2 separate regions of the Siniperca chuatsi genome follow, and region 1 is linked to region 2. Evidence: chromatin contacts called from public Hi-C data. All regions are on one chromosome and are shown on one strand. The core of a region is the stretch at or near the end of the contact, and the rest is flanking DNA. Distances in the headings are between cores, read along the strand shown.

Region 1 (6,753 bases), core at 134-2,633, 160 kb before region 2:
GCAAATATGGCTGAGTGTCATCGGCATAGAAATAGTAATGTACATCATGATTTTGAATAACCAGGCCAAGTGGCAGCATATATAGAGAGAACAGAAGGGGGCCAAGAACGGAGCCTTGAGGGACACCACAGCTCAAACGAGCCGTCGAGGAAGTTACCCAGAGCGACATAAAAAGTTCTGTTGGAGAGGTAAGAGAAGCCAAGAGCTGAGCCCTTGATTCCTACCCAAGTCTCTAAGTGATGCAAGAGGATACCATGATCGACAGTATCAAAGGCAGCACTTACAGTGTAGTCAGACTGAAAGTAAAAGGTAAGAAAAAACGACTGAGGTTCTATTTAGTGGAAACTAAATCCAGAGAAGAGCAAACCTCTATTGCAACATAAGAGGATCAGATGTATCCACTTTGAGTTGCGAATGAAAAATAAATATAGCATTTGGGCGAACTATCACAGATCAGTTAAATGACCATAAACCATGTGAGGAAAGCGAACTGGAAAAGAAAACTGTTTTTGCAAAATAACAGGTCTAACAGTGGGAAATACCTCCTTGAGCAGTTTAGTGGGGATGGTATCTAGGATGCAAGACATCCTAGATACAAAGTTCACATGGGAGACTGTACTCTCTAACACTGAAATTGTAATAGGTTGTAAGGGACCTGATGTTTTCCACATTATTGTGTAGTCAGACTGAAAGTGAAAGGTAAGAAAAAACGACTGAGGTTCCTTTTAGTGGAAACTAAATCCAGAGAAGAGCAAATCTCTATTGCAACATAAGAGGATCAGATGTATCCACTTTGAGTTGCGAATGAAAAATAAATCTAGTATTTGGGCGAACTATCACAGACCAGTTAAATGACAGTTAAATTAAACCATGTGAGGAAAGCATGGTGTTATATAGCTGCGGGGGAAAGTATCCTATTAAACAAACGCAAATTAGGCGGGTAACACCCGTTAATCTTACCTGGTGCACATTTTAGTCCTCTTCCTCCGGTGTCTTCAGAATGAAATAGACAGCTGATTGCCGGTGACAACGGATACTTCCCTTCACTCCTCCCTGGTTGATCACATGATCCCTTAACTTGCACTCATGCTGCCTTCGCGGACTTCTTTTAGCTCGTAATTACGACCATCCCAGTCGTAAAATGCAACTTCTCTCTGATTTAAGAGCTTACAATAATGTCTATTGAAATATGAAGTAGTTACTTTTGGTTCCAGTTGAAGTAGTAAAAGTGTAGGAATCTGGTTATCCAAAAAAGTAAAACTGTTAAAACGTTTAATCCTATTTACGGTAGCTAGTATAGCTGTGTCAAGTACGCAAAAGTTGTTAAATTCCCACTGCACTTGAAGAGGCACATTTAAGGATACGGTAGGGAATTGTAGTTTCCAGAACTCATTCAACAAACGCGAATGCAAAGCAGCATGCAGATGATTATATGATCACTATAGCAATTATTGCTTTACATGATATAACAATCATGGCTACACTCTGTCGTTAGCTTCGGTTGAGCAATTTATCTCGCTTTTGACAGGACTACCCTCATGGACTACAAACACTAACCGGAAGTAGACAAACGTAGTGTTTTCTGTGCAGAACAGTAGAGGTGAGTATTAACTAGAGACAGTACAAAGGGCAAGAAAGAAGTAGTAGCTGTCCTGGTTATTCAGTAGCAGGTTAAAGTGTCACATTCCTCTTTAAAATGGCATTTTATCTAAGATAAAAGCCAAACTGCAAAGCTACAGATCGAGCTGCAGGTAGGCAGAAGTTACCCGCTGCTGCAGCTGCCTTCATGGTTTTCTTATCCTGGTTATGATTTACAGCTCTATTATCAAGTGATAGCAGGTTCATGATAATTGGACGTTGCGGCAGACATGCTGACATCATTTCTACATTTGTACCCCATTTTGGCAGCCTCCTCTCGACAATTTGTTCTCAAAGTTTTTGTGATTTTGTGAGTATTGAGAGTTTTAAGACTTTTCCTTTGGACAGTAGAAGTCAGATAAGTTAATAGATTTCCTAGGTAAGCCTGGGAAATTTCATACATTTTAACAAACAAGCGAGTTTTGGTAAGAACATACAAGAATTGCAATTTTCTTTGCATTATAAGCAAGTTTTCAGCTGCCTCTCTCTCTAAAGAAAGCCCAGTGTGGTGATATAAAGATACGGAAAGGTCATGTAGCAAAAGGACCAGTGCTGAAATGATAAGTCGATACATCGATTAGTCGACAGAACTGAAATCGCTGACATTTTTTGCTAATCGATTTTACCAAGGAAAAATGCCTCTTAAATGTGAGGATTCACTGATTTGTTCTCTTTTATACTATTTTAAATTTCATATCTTGGTTGGACAAACAAGTGATTAACTGAAAAAGTAAATGAAATAAATGGAGGTTTTGGATAGGATCTACTTTGACTTTATGCCTTCAAGACACCCTCAGAGAAAGAAATCTAATTTTCTGGTTGATTTCTAGTTCCTCTCTGCTTGTCTGTCACGTGTCATCTGTTTTCCTTCCTCTTCTCCTCGATAGATGAGACTTGCTCTTCGCTCCTTTTGCCTCCTCAGGAGTTTGTTCTCTCAAAGGCAAACAACAAACCCCCAGAGACGGCGAGGCTTGAGCGGTGCAGCGATGCGTCTGGTGCAGTTTCATCGCCATGGCGACGGAGGAGGCATCAGAGTGGGAGTGGAGCAAGAGGAGGGGCTCGGCGTGGTGGATCTGAAGGCGTTTGACCCCTCCATGCCCTCGACCATGAGAGAGCTGCTGGAGCTGGGAGACAGGGGTCTAGAGTGTGCACAGAGGTATGCTTACATTCAGTCATATTATTATTAAATATCTTTGTCTACTCTGTTTTGACTCTACATTAGTTTGTCCATAATGAGGGACTACACCGTCTCTACATTAGTTCCTAAATCGCCGTCTTCTTCATCTTCATCATCTTCTTTAATTAAGCTTTTCTTCCTCCCAAATCCTTGTCTTCCTCCTCCTCACCATCTCCTGAATAAATCATCTTCAGGGTTACCATAATCTTCGTTTTTCCTGAATAAATGTCATGTAATAAAATCAACAACCTTTTTGCATAATCATTTTCATCATCATCTTTCTTAATTATCATATTCTTGATCGTCTTGGATCATCACCACCTTAATAAATCAGCAACCTATGCTTGTTAAGTCGTCTTCATAAATCACGCTCATCGTAAAACATCACCCACCACCTTCCTCAAATCAACTAAATTGTCACTTCTTTAATCTTGTTCCCACGTTAATTAACAACTTCATCCTCCTCATCTTCCTGAATGGACTTGTTTAAGTTAGCATCTTCTCCCTTCATCTTCTCTTTGTTTTTATCTTCCGCAACATCATGCCAAATCATCATGTGACTCGTCCTCCTCCTCCTCCTCTTCCTCAGAGCCTTGTCGTCCGGTCAGTGTGTGCTGGAGCGATCGGACATCCAGCTGCTGTCTCCTGTGTTGGCCCCGGAGAAGGTGGTGTGTGTGGGTATGAACTACCGGGACCACTGCCTGGAGCAGAACGCCCCGATCCCCAAAGAACCGATCATCTTCAGCAAATTCCCCAGCGCCATCACCGGGCCGTATGATGACATCCTTCTGCCCTCAGAGAGCCAGGTGAGAGTGAGCACGCCATCTTTATTTATATGTCACTTTTCAAAAAAAAAAGAGGGGACAAAGTGCTTTACAGGGAGAAGAAAAAGAGGGAAAAAGGGAGATAAAAGAGAAGTTATAAAATCAAGAAAAAGCCAAAGAAAGCAAAAGGGTTTTAAGATGCTTTTTAAAGATGTGCACTGATTTGGTTTCTTTGAGACATTGATGGAGGTTGCTCCAGGGTCAAGGAGAAACAACAGCAAAAGCACAATCAGCTTTAGCTTTCAGCCTTGAACTCGGAGCAGCTAGAAGTCTATTAAAGGAAAAACCAACACAACAAGTTTGACTTCCTCTGATTGGATGGTCAGTGGGCAACGTGCTGACTGGCAGGCCAGGCATTAAAACAGGGCCAAAATTCGTGCTTGTAACTCATAGTTTGTAGCTTGTAACTTCAGTGTCTCATCCAAAGATAGGACATTTGTGTGTCCGTCTCTCAGACTATGTGAAACCTCACTGTTGAAACTATTCTTGCACATATTTTAATTACACATGCACAAAATAATTCTACAGCTGCAAAACCTTTTTTTTTTTACAAAGTCACACATTCAGGTACGTGTATGTACTTTTTTTTTTAAACACACACACACAAAAGGTGATATACAACTGCAGGCTGTGAAATTATTTGTGAACATCATTTCACAAGCTCAAAATATTAATGACCCTAATTTGCTTCCATAGAATGGTGAAGAAAAACAAGCATAGCCAGACATAACTAAAGGACATATAGCATCACAGACGGTCACAGACATCACTAAATAGATTTAAAGATGAAAGTTTATATCATTTGGTGTTATGGTGGTGGAGAGCATTGTCTTAGACATTGGTCTAAAATCTTCCATAGGTGTGAAACTGGGTTGAGATCTGGTGACTGTAAAGGCCGTAGCATTTTATTTACGTCACTTTCATCCTCACCAAACCATTCAATGAGCCCTGGTGCACGGAAGCATCTGCATTTGATATGTTTCTCCACTCTTTTATTCAGGTTTTTCCTTTATTTTGTCCCTCGTCTGTACAAGCGAAGACTTTCTCCCTAGGAGGAGCTGAGTGTCATTTTGCCCGTCTCTTGAGCACTTGATCTTATTTTTTGTCTTGAAAGAGTCCAGACTAATTTATTCAAGAAAACTGCAGAAATAAGTTCATTTGCACCATAATGAAATCCAACCGCTTCACTTCCACTTTTTTGTGTAAAATGAGACCAAATCCTGCCCTGTGTCCCAAGTCCATACATACTGATTGTATACAGTATGCACATGTTTTTATGGACACAAAATCAATAAACTTTACTGTTAATACCAAGAGGAAATTATATGTGTGGTGCTGAATGTCAAACTCAACAAATTCAATACTTTTTAGTTGTTTTCCAAGAACTTTGTGGAACTGTCTCACCAACATTTGGAATATATTTACATTTTTTGCAGGTGTGAGTAGTGCCTCCATTTCGTTTGGGCATTACATTGTGGGACAATAGTGTGAATCAACAGCACACTCAAAAAGCAAGCATTTTTAAAAATGCATACTGACTATTTTGAGTATACTTGACTTCACTACATACTATAAGCCTGCTTAGAATTAGTGTGTAGTTTGTTGCGGTGCTTCTTGATGCTGTATTTGCGTCATCTTGGTATTTTGTCTGACTGAAGGAGGTGGACTGGGAGGTGGAGCTGGCCTTTGTGATCGGACGAAGAGGAAAACACATCAAGGTAAGCATCACAACATCCCCTCAGATGGCCATGACGCTTTGATGCTCTGGTGAAAGCATCTATTCTGACTCTGACATTTCCACTCCTCTTGTTGTTCAGGAGGAAGACGCGCTCGCCTATGTGGCCGGATTCACGGTGGCCAATGACGTCAGTGCACGTGACTGGCAGATGAAGCGCAACGGGAAGCAGTGGCTCCTGGGAAAAACGTTTGACAGCTTCTGTCCTCTCGGTCCTGCGTTAGTAACCACCGACGCTGTGAAAGGTGAGAGGGAACAAGAAACCAGAGCAGGGAGAGCGAGACAGAAAGGGGGAATTGAAGACAATCTTGTGAATTATATGTGATTTTGTACTTCAGGAACAAGCTATAATTCTGTTAAAGGTGTGGTTTCTTAAGCTGACTGATATTTACCATCATAAAGCTCCAGTCGAAATGGATTTCTATGGTTGAAAACATTCCTGATGAATGTAGGTTATCATGTTTATGGCACGATCTCCAGAACACAGTAGATTTCAGGTTATCCTTAGAGTCAATAATATGAGGTTTACGATAACTCTGTAATAGCTACAAAATAACAATAATAATAAACAACCTTTTTTGCTTAGCCCTGTGTACAGAACTGTCTAAATTTAGGTGCGGTAGTCATAATCTGAGAATTTCTAAGAGGAGATTTCAGTGACTTCATGTTTGACAGGAAATCAAGGTAACAACTATCATATTTGTCCTACAGTACGTAGCTTGATGATAAGACAAATTAGTTAATCGATACTATAGGATTAATTCTAGCACTAGACATTACATTTATTAAAAGTATTAATATCAAGGAATTAAATCAATCTAGCTAAGTTTTTAAAATAATTATGGCTACTTTTATGTTACTATTGAATATTTACAGTGTTTCTGCAGTGTTTACCAAATTTATTTTAAGACCTTTTTAATACCACAAATAATGCAATTTAATTCCGGTCAAAGAATGATGGAAAACCAATACAGAATATAAGTATAATTATATGAATTTATTGTCATTTATATCACATTTTTGTCAGTACTTCCCACTTGTACATAACAATAATTCCAAGTAATATAATTAATCAATTAACGTGACCTGGACCCAGATAAGCGACAGAAAATTGACTGATGGATGGATTAACCAATGAATTTTTTTTAATCAATTTAAGTTCATTTTAAGTTTTTGCTAGAAGTGACACTTGTCCATTATGAGACAATAAGATTCCTAGCTTCTGTAGCTAGCAGTTGTGTTTGCTACAGGTCAGATGGTGCTGACTGAAACTCAACAAAACAATCCACTCTTGCATCAGCCTCACTTGTAGTTTATGGATGTGTAACGTCTCTCGACAGCCCGCAACCACATACTAAAAAGATTATAACTCATGTTAT
Region 2 (7,147 bases), core at 2,067-4,566:
CCTCAGCCTGCACTGGATACTCTGGAGAAAGAGTAGAGACGCGTCATTCTTATGCATCAGGATTATTTGAATAATCTTTTTCATTAGCCCTGCACATGGACAGGCAGCAACAGCAGCGCCTAGCTTAGGAACACATTTACAAACTCGTGACAGCATGCGTCCATGTACTCTGAAGAATGGTGCACTCCCAGTACATAGGTACGACTAGCCCTCATCCACTCACTCACCAACAACATGCATACACAAACAAGCAAATAAAAATATACCACCGCAATCCTGCTGGCCAGAGGGAGAGGGGCAGATGTGTATCTTGTAGCGGCAAGAGAAGCAATCCATTACTCTTTGTTTCAAAAGCCCTGAAAATCATACCACACACACACGTGTCCTGTAAACATGCACTGAATATATATAGTATGTGTACACACTGTGCTTCCACAAGGATTTACACAGATACAAAGGGAAGGATCAGACAGAACAAACTTACCACACTTGTTAGGGCACAATCCTGAAGGAGAGACAAACAAATGATCTGAAAGTAATGCATCTCGTACACAGCAATGACTTACAAAAAGTGCCCTGCCTCATACTGTGCAGAACACGCACTGTTATTCATTCCAATTACCATCACGGATGAATGTGTCCAAGTGTTTCTCTAAGATCTTCCTGCCCTTCTCCATGATCTGAATGGCTTCAAATGTTACAGAGCCTTTAAAAAAAGAGCAGGCTTTATCTTAAAATCTGGTGAACACTGAGTTTGTTACGATTACAGTATCATATGTGAATACATTCAGTGATGATACAAGGGAACAATTACAATGACCTTAGTGCTAATTTTTTCCCCCAAGTTTCCAACTACTGTGTATCTTTTTCTTTGTTTCTCACCAGTGTGCTTGGTTTTCAAGAAGCGGTCAAATTCACTCTGGTACTCAGTTCTGGCTCTGTACAGAGTGGTGGGATCTGAGCAATGGGAAACAGACATTTTTTAATTGATTTTAATATTTTACAGTTTAGACATCTCACTCATACTTCTATCCAGAACAAAATGAGGGCCATAGCAGTAAAAGCTTCAACTGCCAGATCATAAAAAACCCTTAATGGCCTGACAATATTTAAGAAAATGTAATGAAAATAAGAGACAGCATATGAGACATAAGTGGCTTTACGTGAATTATCGGTATACTCCACACTCGTGCCATGTCATATTGTGCTAAACCAGGTCTTGATCTCACCAATGACTCCCTTTCGTTCCCGGCTGGTCTGTCTGTAGGTCACATAGGCATGGTCACAAATCTTTTTCATGTCAATCTGGTCTTGCACAGTGGGAGCAGAGAGGATAAAGTCCTCATGTAGGAGCCTGACACTGCGGTCACACTGCAGACAGGCCTTGGCAGCAGGGACACAGCAAAGCAGGGACACCAACATCAGCAGCATCTCCCCTCTGCACCCTCAACCTCCTGCACATCAGGATGAGTCACTTTGGGTCCTGTGATTTTTCAGTAAGTGCAGGTTCTGAAACAGAGTTGCCAAATATTACTGCTGCTACAAACACCACTATCACTGTTGCAACCATTACCTTACAGCAACTGGTACTTTTACTGTTACTACTGCTACCGTGAGTACTAGTGCACTTCTGTTTCTACTTTTACCATCAGGCCATCATTTCCATTGCCGTATAACCTGTTAGTGTAAGAAAAATGCTGTTGGGTCCATGTTGGCCTCATGTTTGCTGGGGCATGGTTACAGTATAGTATACAGTATATCAAATCAAATCAAGTTTATTGTCACATACACAATCCTACACAGCACAATGTCTAGTGAAATTAGTTCTCTGCATTTAACCCATTCTAATTATTAGGTGCAGTGGTCAGTGTAGTGTTTTCTGTCAATTTGGTTGTGGTTATTTCATTTAACACAAATGTATTAAGGAATATGCATGTTTAGTGCAGAAACTAACAATTACATTCATTATTGATCAATCTGACGTTTCTTTTGATTATAAATTATTCACTAAAGAAAATAGTAACAAATGGCCATCAAAATCACAAAGCCCTAGGTGACGTCTTCAGATTACTTGTTGTATCTGATTAACAGTCAAAAAACGCAAAGATATTCAGTTTACTATCACATAAGACAACTGAGAAACTGAAAATGGTGAATGTTTGGCAGTTTCGCAACAAAAAAAATGAATTAAACAATTAATTGATAATCAAAATAGTTGATTATAATTCTATCAATCAACTAATCGATTAATCGACTAATTGTTTTGGCTCTGTACATGTTCCCCACTTTGCCCAGTTGGAAATCCAGCTTTGGCTGCCTCTGCTACTGATATAAATACTTTAGTTTACAGCACTTAACTGCTTTAAATGCTGTTGCTGCTTCTGCTAATGCTACCACAAGTGCTACTAGCTGTCACTAGTACTTGCTATTGCTACTGCAACTTATGCTATAAGCTAGTTAGATAGGTTAATTCAGCCATTGGTGCCATCACCACTAATGTTGCTAATAAAAAACTGTAATAAAGCTAACTACTAGCTACATTGCTTGACCTTTTTCTACTGTTGCTAGTACTGTTGGCACTACTAGCCAAATGATATTAAATGGGACAACAATAACAAGAATATCAGCATGGCAAAAGAAGATAAACAAGGAGAAAAAAGAGCATAGTAGGGGCCTACTGGCTTTACCATGCTCTGTCATGTGTGTCGTTCAGCTCCTCTGTTTATAGCTTGTTGCTGTCACCCAGTGGTAGAATAGCATGTCCCAGTCACAACATTATTATTTGCTCTGGATGATCTCACCCCTGTTTCTTCAGGACAGTTGTGCAGTCTTGCTCCTGTGCCAGCTGATTTGGCTCGCAGTCCAGGCCAGTCAGATTCTGCTATTATTACATACAACAACAAATAGCAAAAAAAGCAACACAATTGTCTTCAAAGACAAAAAGTTAATAATAAAAAAAAGCTAAATCACATATATTCACAGTATTTTGTTTGTTAATAAAAACCGAAAAAAGATAAAATACCACGAATTGCATTTGATATTTGAACTGTTTCCATGGGCAACGGTCGCATATAAGATAAAAAACACAGACGATAATTTTAAAATAATAGTTAACATTAGTTTATCCATTTTATCTCCTGTGGGTTTGACAATTTCAGTTGCTGACAGTAAACACATTTAAAAACACATTTAAAAACTCTTGTAAATTTGGTAGTCTCTTTTTGAAACGAATTCTGTAGACTACCTTATTCTCACACTATATTTCCCAGAAGCCCACCGGATGACGTACTATGAGTGACAGATTACATGGACGAATCCGCTTCTAGCTCGTTGGTTGTTGGGCGGGACCATGGAACTTTAAACCGCGCTGCAGCTGCGCAATGGGCTAATGCGCTCACATACTCTATCCTATGTACACATTGACCCCCAGAGAGTCAACTGCGGAGGTAAGATAACTCTATTTTTATGATCCCGACGCTATAAATAACAGTTTGAGTGTATTTTCTAACTTAACATAACTCTAACGGGTGTTATTGACACAGCCAACATAGCTTTTAACTGTCAGCATGACCGTTTTGAAACCTAGTTCGTGACAACTGGTATAGCCGGTTACACTCTCACTGTAATGTCCCGATAACAGCCGTGTGGACGAGTGCTTGTGGGTTATCGATCAGGCACTGGCACATTGGATATGTTAGTTAGTTATGTCACCTTGACACGCTTGTGTAAAATGACATAAAAATGTGCACCTGGGGGCGCTGTTCGTGTCCACTGTGATCCTTTCAGGCAGATGCCAGTGTTTTCAGTGTATTGTTTTTGGTATTTAGCTACAACTAATGTGAACACAAAACAATTAGCAGTCACTATATGGAGAAAACGTTATCTGTGAGTTCGCTGCTGGTAAGAAAACATGCATAACCTACAGAGTACAGCCTACTGTACTGTACTGAGCAGAATGGTTATTTGCTGCTGTAGGCTATATCATAACAGTAAGCACTTTGCATTGCATACATTTGGTCCCCCAAACCAGCAAAATGTTAATGATTTCTGGTCACAGTGTGGAGGCTAATTTACATGGACTTAAACTTATCTGAAGAGTACAACATTAGCTCTCATTTTGAACCATGAATTCAGTAATATGTCCTAAACTACCCCTAGGATCTCCATAATATAAAAGAACAATTTACAGGAAGATAGAAATAGACATACAGCTGAAAACAAGGGCAACAAAGCTGAACAAAGATAGGTAAACAAACATTGAACTATTATGTACATACAAGTAGGTGGAAAAAAATAGGCATATATAAAAAGCAACAATGACCAACAACATACAATGTCTATGTACAAGTCAGGTTCCTGTAAATAGTATAGTTTATGCGTGATAAAACATTGTGTGTGCAGTATTGATAAAAAAAAAAATTGATGACATTTTCCTTAATAAGCAGTGTTTGCTAATATAAATCAAAGACACCCACAACACAATGTGTCATGGAATTGCTTGTACAATTAAGGCAATTGTTTTTTTTAACACAATAAACCAAGTTGGAATTGATCCAATAAACGGGGACTGAAAGGGGGGAGGTCTGGACCAACAAGTGTGGGAGTTAAATTATAGTATTTGGTACGAAATACATGAATAATTAAATTAAAATTTACCATATTAACAAGATGGTGCAGTTTTGTTTGTAATTGTACATTCAGAGGAGGTAAAGAATCTTATTTTAACAGAGCTTGTGTAATCTGGCATAAAGAGGAAGACTGTCAAGCAGAAGTCTGTCTGTGAAGTGCTGGTTTATGTACAGGAACCCAATTTTTGCAGGGTATGCATTTGCAAGGTTTCCTTCCCTCCCTGCTGCATAGCCACTAACCTTAATCAGATGAAAAAAATAATGTTAAGCTGAAACATAATGATACCTGTTGGGAGGTTAAATAGGGTTCTGTTGTGGATGATTGGCCTGTGCTCTGTCTGAAAACTGTAGGTTTGCTGCAGTGCAGTTATTTGAGGGCTGCTACTCTTAAATATAATTTACTCATATCCACGGTGCTCTTACCTGAGAGATAAATGTAACTGAGCCATGCTGACATGGTGTCTGTAATTTCTCTGATCATAGCCTGTTTTTATGGTGTCATTGGTTCTGTTACCGTCAGTGCCAATGTGGCTACAGAGCTGGCTTCCTGATATTTACCAGATTAAACCATCTGTGTTTTCTCTCTTTGCTGGATGCTGCTGCTGAACTATTCTTCTGGACACACTTAACAGCAAGTGCACACAGAACAGAAACATGTAGCTTTATTATAGACTAAGACATAGAATACACTAGTGTGGTGTACATATAGCAGCACTATAAGCAAATGTGATTACAGACATTTTGCAAGTACATCTGTATATGTAGGTTTTACAAAATTAACACACTTACAGAAAGAAAGAGGGAGCAAGTGATAAATGTCTTTTAATCATGATGGCATGCAGTGTGGAGAGCTCTAAAGCTATTTATAACTGTAGTTCCTTGAGACTGACAGTGGTGATAATTAGAACTGGATTGTCAAGCAAATGCCCTGTGTGATGGGGCATACGACCAACACTGGATTTGTATGTCCCATACTGATCATTTGGAATTTAACTAGTATTGACAATATATTATTTTGTTGCTTTACATATATACGCAGTTTATTTATGTATTCCCCCATCCTTACTGGACATTTAGGTTAATCAGTGTATGACATGATGATGTCTGCGGTGCCTTATTTCTTTTTTTTTTTGACACTTTTCGACTTTTTGGTTTTACACGTTGTGCCGAACTTCAACTGAATGTTGATCTCTTGTCTATCTCACAGGTTTGGACAAATCAGCCCTCATTCAGAAATGGAGACATTGCTGAAGATCGGCAGGTAGACATCAGGCTTTCTGTCACCTCCACTACTGCCAGTGTGAAGAGGATCTATTCCAGACTTTTTCACCAACACTGACAGCAAGTTAACTACAGCTGTCCAATCCTTCTCCAAACCTGCTTCCTTACACACCTCACTGCCTAAAGTCTTCAGTATGTATCAGATTGTCCCGGTGGCTCCTGGGGAGCAGCAAACGGCTGGGGCAGCTAGTGGTTCTCCACTGAAGAAGAAACTGGCTCATGAAGGCCGGCCTCTGGTGATGGCAGGCATGTTTGGCTGTGTGTTGGTGCTGGCTGCTGTGATTGCCTGGTGCTACTACTCAGCGTCCCTCCGTAAAGCCCAGCTGCTGAAAGCTGAGCTGTTGGACCTCAACAAGGATGGTTTTATCATTCGTAACCAAGCGGGGGCCGTCATCTTCAGTATGACCTTCAGGTGGTTTCACTGCAGGGATTAATTTCATCATTGATTAATCTCCTTATTATTGTCTTGATTAATCTTTTTGTCTATTAAAATCTTTGGCATTTTCTGCTTTGAAAGTGACTCAAATAATTAATCGATTATCAAAATAGTTGCAGATTAATTTTCTGTCATAATGATTTAAACTTTACTAATAAGTAAGGGAGATGTAATATGTACGTTACAAGGATTATCCTGCTGATGCCCTTTCAGAGCAATCAAAATACAGAGTGACCAGAAAAACGGTAACATTTGTGCATTGTAATGGGATCCACTGCACTCCTGTAATAAATACGTTGCCAGCCAGTAAATCTTGGCTAACAATAACCCTTGTAACATATATTACCACAGCACAGTTGTTCCTCTTCATGTGCTGAGCCGTACTAAAAAGCCGCCTTTATGCAATGTGTGGATGGATAATGGAAAGCCAGACGAGACAGACACACGATTACACCCTTAGGGAAGAATGATTTAGTCATGCCCTTTATCAACAGAACTCACATTGACAGAATTAACCATAGCACAATCCCTGCACTTGCAGAGAAATAGGAGTAATACTGTAGGATGGAGCGTACAATATCATCTGTACTGTGCTGATTGCATTTCTTCTCTGTTGTATTCTTATAGTATCAATCATTTTGGTGAGCTTTTCAGCAATACAGAAAAATTACTTCCTGCTAATAATACTTGCTCAGTTAGTGCTGTGCTTAACAAGTTCATTTACATTTTCTTCCCCTCTGTCAATGCTCCGTCCCAGGTCTGGCACTCTGGATCTGGACTCCTGCTCAAAGGAGGGAAATAT

The links. Hi-C and Micro-C count contacts between places; a contact is called where the count stands out from the background.
Region 1: a Hi-C map of skeletal muscle shows a contact between it and region 2, with 4 times the contacts expected there. The contact joins the promoter of fahd2a here to the promoter of LOC122875976 in region 2. A contact is called at or near these places in 2 of 3 Hi-C or Micro-C datasets (skeletal muscle and an unstated tissue).

The regions. Positions count from the first base shown.
Region 1 is chrLG5:24,828,020-24,834,772 of ASM2008510v1, reverse strand. It overlaps fahd2a (fumarylacetoacetate hydrolase domain-containing protein 2A), which reads left to right and starts at 1,383. Exons shown (of 8, transcript XM_044196068.1): 1 at 1,383-1,600; 2 at 2,526-2,794; 3 at 3,405-3,621; 4 at 5,298-5,357; 5 at 5,457-5,619. The coding sequence starts at 2,526. zgc:152830 (putative aminopeptidase W07G4.4) reads right to left here and starts at 1,078. Exons shown (of 16, transcript XM_044196065.1): 1 at 961-1,078. The coding sequence starts at 971.
Region 2 is chrLG5:24,669,314-24,676,460 of ASM2008510v1, reverse strand. It overlaps LOC122875976 (myogenesis-regulating glycosidase-like), which reads left to right and starts at 3,316. Exons shown (of 6, transcript XM_044195724.1): 1 at 3,316-3,446; 2 at 5,836-6,321; 3 at 7,103-7,147. The coding sequence starts at 6,044. LOC122875978 (izumo sperm-egg fusion protein 1) reads right to left here and starts at 3,297. Exons shown (of 12, transcript XM_044195729.1): 1 at 3,245-3,297; 2 at 2,802-2,878; 3 at 1,230-1,509; 4 at 883-957; 5 at 623-706; 6 at 485-505; 7 at 267-356; 8 at 1-21. The coding sequence starts at 1,431.